Regions from separate parts of the Rattus norvegicus genome. Here region 2 is linked to region 1. Evidence: chromatin contacts called from public Hi-C data. All regions are on one chromosome and are shown on one strand. Each heading gives the region's core, a stretch centred on a gene start, on an enhancer-like site or on the middle of the called end of the contact. The rest is flanking DNA. Distances are from core to core; before and after follow the strand shown. Region 1 holds the start of Sec31a (SEC31 homolog A, COPII coat complex component). Region 2 holds the start of Hnrnpd (heterogeneous nuclear ribonucleoprotein D).

The links. Hi-C and Micro-C count contacts between places; a contact is called where the count stands out from the background.
Region 2: a Hi-C map of frontal cortex shows a contact between it and region 1, with 1.9 times the contacts expected there. The contact joins the promoter of Hnrnpd here to the promoter of Sec31a in region 1. A contact is called at or near these places in 2 of 12 Hi-C or Micro-C datasets (frontal cortex and mammary epithelial cells).

Annotation. Positions count from the first base shown.
Region 1 is chr14:9,515,210-9,520,121 of GRCr8, forward strand. Sec31a (SEC31 homolog A, COPII coat complex component) reads left to right here and starts at 3,528. Exons shown (of 28, transcript NM_033021.2): 1 at 3,528-3,787.
Region 2 is chr14:9,916,537-9,921,085 of GRCr8, forward strand. It overlaps Hnrnpd (heterogeneous nuclear ribonucleoprotein D), which reads left to right and starts at 3,221. Exons shown (of 9, transcript NM_024404.2): 1 at 3,221-3,732. The coding sequence starts at 3,506.

The DNA of each region.
Region 1 (4,912 bases), core at 2,278-4,777:
CTGTAGACTCATTGGGAGGTTAAGTTTCTGGAACTTCCTCAAAATGCTATCATTTTTCTTCCGAGTACAAACTTTAGTTCTAGGTTTGACTTATTAACAGTAAAAGGCTACTTGTGTTCCTCAGTTCACTGAGCTGCTGTTTTCTTGAGAGAACCTGGGCCCAGGCTGAGGATGACGTGCTTGTCTTTGTGCCTCCCTCCCACGAACTGGCATAGGCACTGGCACCTGCTCTTTCCCCTCTTTTCCTCTGTTGTACCTATAACTCTGTTGCATTTCTCTTTATCTAAAACCCAGTGAAACAAAGTAACCAGTTGCTGGGTTGTGCTTATCTGACTTAAGCAGGAGGCTCCCTAAGGCTGCCATCTTCTTTCTGGTCATATTTACCCTCTGACATTTACCCTCTGACATCAAAGTGCAACTAACTAGCTTACATAACTGGAGCCTTATGCCCGTCCTACCAGTTGGGTAAAAGCCAGTCGAGACTGCTCCCTGTTCCCTGACAATCATCTACAGGAGGTAAGGACAGCTTTTAAGATTTCATGTAGGGGCTGGGGACATGGCCCAAGGGTTAAGAGCTAATGTTCTTTCAGAGGAACCAAGGATCAAGTGACACCTCTGGCCTTTGTCCCTGGATTCAATGTCTACCCCCACCTCCCACCCCCACAGACGCATAATTAAACTTAGGAGTTCATGCTGCCTGCAGCTCCAGAAGAGACCAGCCATCCTCGACTGGCTTAGGATAGGAGAACAGGCCTTTCTGAGGTGCTGCAGGGTGTGTGACAGCAATGGCACAGAGAACACTAACCAGTCAAACTAGCTCTTATTAGCATCACAGGGATTGAGCTGTGCACCAGGAGGCTCTGCCACCTCCCCTGCTGTCTTCTATCTGACCTGGTGGATTTACTGACTGACTCTATCCACCGCTTATATACTTAGTTACCTCCCCTCTGCCTTCAGTGAGTAAATCAGTCTGCAAATGAACTTTCTTTCCAAGAGTTTCATTTTCATTCCACACAGCTTGGTTAATAAGTTCCCTGAAGTGAGCTAAAAGGCTTTTGTGAATGGTACTAGTTTTTCCTTTATAGGTGCAGGCAGTTCTTTGCAAATTCTGATATACATACTTTTATTTTCCTCTTTATTAAACTCAGACTCTCCAGTCTGACAATGCCACCCATGTTCAGGGTGGGACTGTCCTTTCCTGCACCCTGGAAGTCCCTTATGTTTGTTGTGCTGGAGATCACTGCCTCTCTCTGTTCCTCTCCTGCTGGACTTACAGATGCTGGCTGCTGTCCTAAGCTAGCTGTTAAATGGGTCCTGTCTTTGGACTACCATTTCCTCAGCTCTGTAAACTTGCTTTTTAAAGTGAAATACATATGTAGGACACTGAGAGGGTGAAAAAACATTTCTACTTTCCGGTACTTAAGTCTACTGGCTTGTTAATAGGGGTTAAAGAGAGCCTCGTGTATGCTAGGCGTCTTAGGGTCTTACTGCTGCGAACAGATACCAATGTAAGTTTTATAAAGGACAACAGGGGCTGGCTTACAGGTTCAGAGGTTCAGTCCATTATCATCAATGTGGGAACATGGCTGCATCACAGCCTCCAGGCAGGCATGGTACAGGAGGAGCTAGGAGGAGGGTCTCTATGCCCACCCCACAGTGACACACTTCCTCCAACAAGGCCACAGCTTCTAATAGTGCCACTCCCTGGGCCAAGCACATGCAAACCATCATCACACTAGGCAAAAGCTCTTACACTAAAGTATGTCCTCAACATGTAAAGACAAGGTGTCACCCTGTAGTTCAGGCTGGCTTCGCACAGTTTTCCTGCTTCTGCCTCGAAGTCCAGCTTGCTTACACTTTGTGTTCAATAAAGAAGCATTTATTTCACTTAAGGAGTCTAAGAAGGTGTTAACAGGAAAGTTGGGTGTGATAAACAAGTTATGTTAGAAGACCTCAGCTCAGTCCAGGTGCTAAGAGTTTATAACAAGTGATTTTCATCTGGCTCACTTTCACTTGTAATCCCACCCTAAATAAAGAGTACAACGAGGCAGCACATTCATTAAGGTTGGAAGCTCTAAGGGAGATAGTAATGTCCTTTTTAAGTGTCTGGGACCAAAGGGTCCCAAACCAGCCTCATCTGGTAAAAATTCCGGAAATAAACTAGAGCTAGCTTAAGTTGGGAATAGGGAATTTCAGCACCTAATTTCTTTTTGTTGTTTACGGTTTATTCATTTTTTTTTATTTTTTAAGATTTTTATTTTATTGTATGAGTACACTGTAGCTGCCTTCAGACACACCAGAAGAGGGCATCAGATCTCATTACAGATGGTTGTGAGCCACCATGTGGTTGCTGGGATTTGAACTCAGGACCTCAGGAAGAGCAGTCGGTGCTCTTAACCACTGAGCCATCTCTCCAGCCCCCAGGTTTATTCATTTTTTATGTGTTGAGTGCCTGCATTTATGAAATTGCTCTATTGCAAGCAGATATTGCTGGAGGTCAGAAGGTGGTGTAGGGTCCTTTAGAACCGGAGCTACAAATGGTCGTGCACTGCCATGCGGGTTCTGGGAAACCCAAGTCCTCTGCAAAAGCAGCAAGTGCTCTTAACTGTTAAGCCATCTCTCCAGCCTTTGGTGGTGGTATATTTTGTTTTGCTCTTTTGAGAAGGACTCTCTTGCAAGAGTGGCCCTGAACTGATCTTCCTGCCTCTACTTCTTGAGTGTGGCATCATATGCATGAGCTATGATGTCCAACTCAGCAACCATTTTTCATTCTTCTGCTCTGCAGACCAGTTTCTACATTTCCGGTTACTGGTTTATATCCCTAATCGAAAATCTCAAATGCTCCAATTTACCTACACGCATACGCACGCGCGCAACAGTTTGGGATTTTCAAATTAGGATGCTTACTTTATTCCAGTAGCCCAAGGCGAGTGCTAATAGGTCTAAATACCATGGATAGTCACTGAAATATTAAGGATACCAACTTCATTCGATATTCCTCACTCACGCAGCTATGACTCTATAGAGTATACATAATAGCCTTTGGGTGTGTGCGACAAAATCACGTAAGTGCTCAAAAGGAAAAGGTAGCCGAGCCACAAACTGAACCGGTCCATGCAGCTCAGTTTTCGCTCGCCCAGTCCAGTGTCGGCTTCGTCGCCAGCAGCTGCTGAAGCCTCACAGGAGTGCTACGTGGCGTCCTCCCCGTCACCGCTCTTCTTTCCTGACGGAGACGCCCAGCGCGACTTCCCCTTGATCCACTGCCAAGAGGACGCATCCTTACGTTAGGCGCCTCCTCACAAAGCGCGGCAGTCTTTACCTCCGGCCCGATTAGTCTTCCGGAGCCGCTGCTCCCGGAAGTCCCGCGGGGTGGGAGGAGCGGACCGCTGCTCCCGGAAGTGCCGGACGGCCGGGTGGGCGTGGCGAGTCGCCGCACCCGGAAGTTGCGGCCCGCAGGCGGGGCTGCGGCTGCCACGTTGGAGCGGAGCGTGGAGGTGGCCCTGGGCCGCGGAGGAGGGGCGGCGGCGGATCCTGGGAGAGTCCGACGTTCGCCGGCTAACGCAGGACAGGTCACTGAGGTCCGCCAGGTGTGTCCGCCGTTTGTTTCCTGCCCCTCGCCAGGTTCGGTGTCCGCTGCCGAGGCCCGAGGCCCTTCTTCCGCTGTCGGCGCGCCCCCCTGTCTCGTTTCGGCCCCGCCGGGACAACGCCTGGAGTCGCAGCAGCCGGGTGATCGCGCCCGTCATCCTCTACCAACGTTTCCAGGCTGCCCTGCTCGGGAGTGAGTGAGGTTAGGAGCCTTTCAGACCTCTGCACAAAGTGTTGCGATCCCCAAGGGCATGGAAGGGAACCAGACCTCGGGATTATTTCTTTGACTTCAGTTAGGTTGAGATTTTTTTTTTTTAAATTGCGTTTGAACTGTTGCCAAATTTAAAGGTTCATAGATCTGAAAGGAAGACTACTATCACTTAACTACGATTGTATTATTTAGGGACAGCAGTCGCTAATCACAGTCTGTACTTCAAAAGTGTATGATTTTGCGCTGTTGTTTTAAATTACATTGTGAGGCAGTTGTAAAATAATTGCCTGGACTTGTGGGCATATAAACTTTTTCTGTGAGCTCGTAGAACTAATTCTGCAGGTCTTCTTGGAAGTTGCAAGAGTTTTTTGATAGTACTTCCAAATTGTTAAACTATACAAAGCTGAAACTTGGTTTTTTTTTTTTGTCTACAATTGTAACATATATTATATATAATATATACTATATATTATGTATTATATATAATAAGAAGCTCGCTCATGTTACAGTATCCCTTATATCCTGATTATTCAGGAGTTGGCTGAAACGTACTGCCCTTTTAAGTAGTTCTGTCCTTGTTTCTTTAACTCTTAGTTACAGCAAACCAAAAAAGGTTAGCAAGCAATATGAACTTTTGGATAATTTCTATCTAATTGTGAATATGTAACACATTGTGGAGTGTGGAAACGTGAGATTTGAGATGAGTTTTGGATTTCACTGGTTAATTTTGTAAACTTTTTTTTTTTTTCTGAAACATGTAAGTAGACACTTGTGAACTGTAAAAATCAGTGACTGTCAATCTTTTGGCATTTTTATTCCCCTTTGGAAGCATTGGGCTATCTTCCTAGAAAACATGTGTACACTGTATGCACATACCTGGGTAGAATTTTCTTTGTAATTTCATGAGGTTGGAAAATCCCACATTAAAGACTTGTCAAGTGATAGAGCTAAATTAGTTTCTTTTTGTTTCTTCCTTTCTTCTAACCCCCTTCCTTCGTTCTCTGAGATAGGGTCTCTTGTGGCCCAGAGTAGTCTCAAACTCCTTGACTGGCTAAGGATGACCTTGACTTCTGACCCTCCTCCAACCTCCCAAGCTGTGGGATCTTAGGCATGACC
Region 2 (4,549 bases), core at 1,971-4,470, 400 kb after region 1:
AGATTAAAACTGCTTCCTTGACTCTGGGCCATCTTGTCCTGGACAGAGTGACCCCGGTCAAAGTATCAAATCCATTTTGATTTTTGGTAGCGCTGGGGGTTGACTCCAGGGCCTCCAGCATGCTAAACACTGAGTCAGAGGTGTTATGAAGGCCTCACGCAGCATCCTGCATTGCCTGAAATGTACTCAGAAGCCTCTGAAACAAAGGAAGTTTTGATGACGTGGACAGCGAGGGGCAATATTGCTTCCTTTCCAGTGGTTTGGGAAAGTCAAATGTAGCCTCTCCAGCCACTTCTTATGTGTGAATGAGTAATAAAGCTTAGAAAATACTTTTGTTTTTCTCTTTAAGAAAGTTCATACATTAAGAAATCCTTGGTTATATTTATGCCTGTGATAAAGTGAGAGGAAGAGGAGAGCCATTTGAGATCTCTAGGTGAAAAAAACGTAGTTTGTCTGAAAGATTTTGATCATTTAAAAGTTCAGTGAGCGGGCTGGAGGAATGGCTTAGAAGTTAAGAGCCCTGATTGCTCTTCCAGAGGTCCTGTGTTCAAATCCCAGCAACCACATGGTGGCTCACAACCATCAATAATGAGATCTGGTGCCCTCTTCTGGCCTGCAAGCATACGTGCAAAGAGAACATTGTATACATAATAAATATGTAACTTTTAAAAAAGAAATTCAACCAGCAACAATTGTGTCAATACAGTGTTTGTTACATAATTTCTACCTTTTTTTTTTTTTTTTTGGTTCTTTTTTTTTGGAGCTGGGGACCGAACCCAGGGCCTTGCGCTTCCTAGGTAAGCGCTCTACCACTGAGCTAAATCCCCAGCCCCAATTTCTACCTTTATATAGTATCTATTTCTATATATGTGTGAAAAACAAAACTAGGATATATAGGAATGTTATTTTTGTTCTTCAAAAACTAATGGTGTCTAGATGGCTATAATTAAGAAGACCAAAGATAAAGGATAATGGGCCATGTGAAGGGATGACTGATTGAGGTGTCTGTATGACTGATTCACCTTGAGGGGTCTGTAAAATGCCATAGATACAACCACATTGATCGGGATGCAGAAAGATGGATAGCTCACCTGGCCCATAAGGTTGAAGCCACACATTTAGAAAAGAAGTTCAGGTTGGAGGAAGTGGCACAAGATGTAGAGTTTAAGGCCACCCTTTATTCCCAGCATTCCTGAAGCTGAAGCAGGAATACTGCCCAGAGTGTGAGGCTACCTCAGACTATACAGTGAGCTCCAGGCCAGGCTGGGTTAAAGACCCTGTTTCAAAAAAGAAAACAAGGCACTAGGCCTTAGTGTGAGGAACTTTTGAGTAACATTCAAATTCCAGAAGCAACAGGGCTGCCTGTGAATTAAAGTGGACGTTTTTGGGAAAGTGGTGTCATGGTTATTGTTTTATCGCTGTGAGGATCAAGGCAATGTATAAGGGAAAAGCATTTAGTTGGGGGGCTTGCTTACAATTTGAGAGGGGTAGTCCAATGTCAACATGGTGGGAAGCAGGCAGGCATGGCAATGGAGCAGTAGCTGAGAGCTTTACATCCACTGACAGTAGGCAGAAAGGCTGGATATGACCTTTAAACCTCAAAGCAAATTCCAAGGATATCATCTCTTCCAACAAAGCCCCACCTCCTAATCCTTCCCAAATAGTTCCATGCTATGGTGACTAAAGCATCCAAGCCTTTGGGGGCCATTCTCATTCTAAACCACCACAATCAGGGTTTCTCAGTGTTTCTAAAAGGTAGGCTTATCATTTGAATCCATAGAATAAAAACAAAACAAAACAAAACAAAACAAAAAACCTTGGGTTCATCCTAGCTGTTGCCAACCTGCAATATTTGACTTGAGTACAAGGCCCTCTTATTTGGTTACAATATTTGGAGTACTAATAGTAGAGAAAAATGTGGAATCACTTCTGCTTGTCAACCATCTTGGCGTTGCCTTTCTGTGACTTGCTTAATGTTGAAGACATTTCCACGATATGATACATATTCTCTCATTTTAACAAACTGTGGGGATCTTTTGTTTTAATCTTTTGGGTTTTCGGATTGTGTACAATTACTATAAATTAAAGTACACCACGGGGAAGCATTTATTTAAACGTTTATGATGTATTTTGTGAAGGAGTAGTGCCAGATTGGCCTCAACAGTCTGTCCTCCTTTCTCTGGGATTAGTGTGTATCTAATCACCTGGGCTGAACTCCCGCGGCTCTATGCTGTCTTCTGTAAACTTTTCCAAATCCTTTTTGGAAACTGGATACTTACTAAGCAGTCAAGTGGTTGACAACAAAAAAAGTATATAGAAACTCCATTTTCATCTGTAAGTCTTTCAGGCAGCTGCAACGTCCGACTCCTGAGAAGTTATTTTAATAGGTTTCCTAACGATTAATTTTAAAATCTGAATCACACGCCTAACGGTGATTTTTCTTTTTATAAAGTCGCCACCTCAACACCACAAGCCCAGAAACCTCGTAAAGATGATTCATGACATTTATATATCCTATTTAATACAAGGACTGGAACTCGTATAAAAAAAAAAAAAGAAAGAAAAAAGGAACCCTGGAGTCGACCTTAACACACCTCCCAATCTCTAGAACTTCAAAGAACCGTGGCCGGCTCTAGGCTCTTCAATAACGGAGGCATAAGCGGAAAGAGTTGGGAAGCAACTCTGAGAAAAGGCAGCCTCGACCATCAGGCGGCCTTAAGACGGCGCCGCGGCGGAACCTCAATGTCACCCGGCGCAGGCGGGGACGCCGGAGCACTGCACACGCCCCACGCAGGCCACTGGGCCCACAGCCCGGGCTCCTGAGGGCAGGGTCCGCGAAGCCGCCGCTGGGCTGGACGAACCACACCCCTCCAGGTCCGCCGCTCGGGCCAGCCGCAGCCGAGGAGCCGCCAGTGACTCCAGGAATCCGCGGAAGGGCGGGGCCAAGGGAAGGGGGTTCTCTCTAGCCGCGCCCTCGAACCAGCGCTCCTTGTTCTCGATGGTACCCGCGCGACCCTCTTGTGCACGCCACTTCCGGTTCCCTTTAAAGGCCCGCGCCGCGCGACCGAGGAGCGTGAGAGCAAGTATAAAAGGGAACGGGAGGGCGGGCCCGTGGGGGGTGGGGACTAGCGGTGGAAGGGGCGGAGGAGGCGCAAAGGGCGCGCTCTGGAGTCACGTGACCGGGACGCGCCGTTCTTCCGTCGGCCATTTTAGGTGGTCCGCGGCGGCGCCATTAAAGCGAGGAGGAGGCGAGAGTGGCCGCCGCTGCTACTTATTCTTTTTTAGTGCAGCCGGGGAGAGTGAGAGTGCGCGCTGCGCGAGAGTGGGAGGCGAGGGGGGCAGGCCGGGGAGAGGCGCAGGAGCCTTTGCAGCCACGCGCGCGCCTTGTCTTGTGTGCCTCGCGAGGTAGAGCGGGCGCGCGGCGGCGGCGGGGATTACTTTGCTGCTAGTTTCGGTTCGCGGCGGCGGCGGGTGTCGTCTCGGCGGCGGCGGAGGCAGTAGCACTATGTCGGAGGAGCAGTTCGGAGGGGACGGGGCGGCGGCGGCGGCAACGGCGGCGGTAGGCGGCTCGGCGGGCGAGCAGGAGGGAGCCATGGTGGCGGCGGCGCAGGGGGCAGCGGCGGCGGCGGGAAGCGGGAGCGGCGGCGGCTCTGCGCCCGGAGGCACCGAAGGAGGCAGCACCGAGGCAGAGGGAGCGAAGATCGACGCCAGTAAGAATGAGGAGGATGAAGGGTGAGTAAGGGGCGGCCCCGGGCAGCCGCTCGCCAGGCCCCCCTCCCCCTCCCCGCCATTAGGCCTCGCTCCCGCGACTGCCCGCCCGCAGGCCCTAGTGCAGTCGCCTGCTCGGCCACCCTTCTTGTACCCCGGGCTTCCCCGGGCCTGCATTTCCTCCTTCCTTGCCTGCTCGCCCCCTCCCCCATCACACACGTTTCCACCTTTAGCCGTCACCATGCTACTCCGCGGCCCGCCCTCTTTCCTCCCTCGCCATGGGTCTCCTCCCACCGATTTAGCCGCCAGGATTTTTTCCCGCCTGTCGGAGCTCCCCCCCCCCCCATGTCTCCCGGATTTCTAACCACTTAGGCTTAAAAATGCAAACGCACAGAAAAGCTTTTTACCAGGGTTACCAAGGTTTGTTGAGTGCTTCACCCCCACCCCGAGACGGTGCGATTATTTACACGCTCTTGCTTTGGGAAAGGTGTAGGCTGTCCACCTCTTTTCTCCCGCGTCGGCCTCTGGCCAGTGGTTTTTAGCGTTTTAAATAGTTCCGTCTTAGGACTCGTTCGTTCTGTCCACCTTACGCTGTCACTACGGCACGCTCATACAGGCCCTGCGTTTGTGCTATAGACAGACTGGGCCTGCCGATGTCCCTGGTCTGCTGGCGCGTTGGTCTGGCTCCGCGGGCTCCATTTAAGTCCTTCCTGGTCGATGGGGCCTGTACTTGACTGGGGCTCTTCTACCTTCTGCCTGCGGTTGCCCTTCCCCCATTCTGCCAAGTTATTCTCTCTATGCACCCTTTTCGCGCCCTCAGATTCTGGGTTGCCTGTTTGTA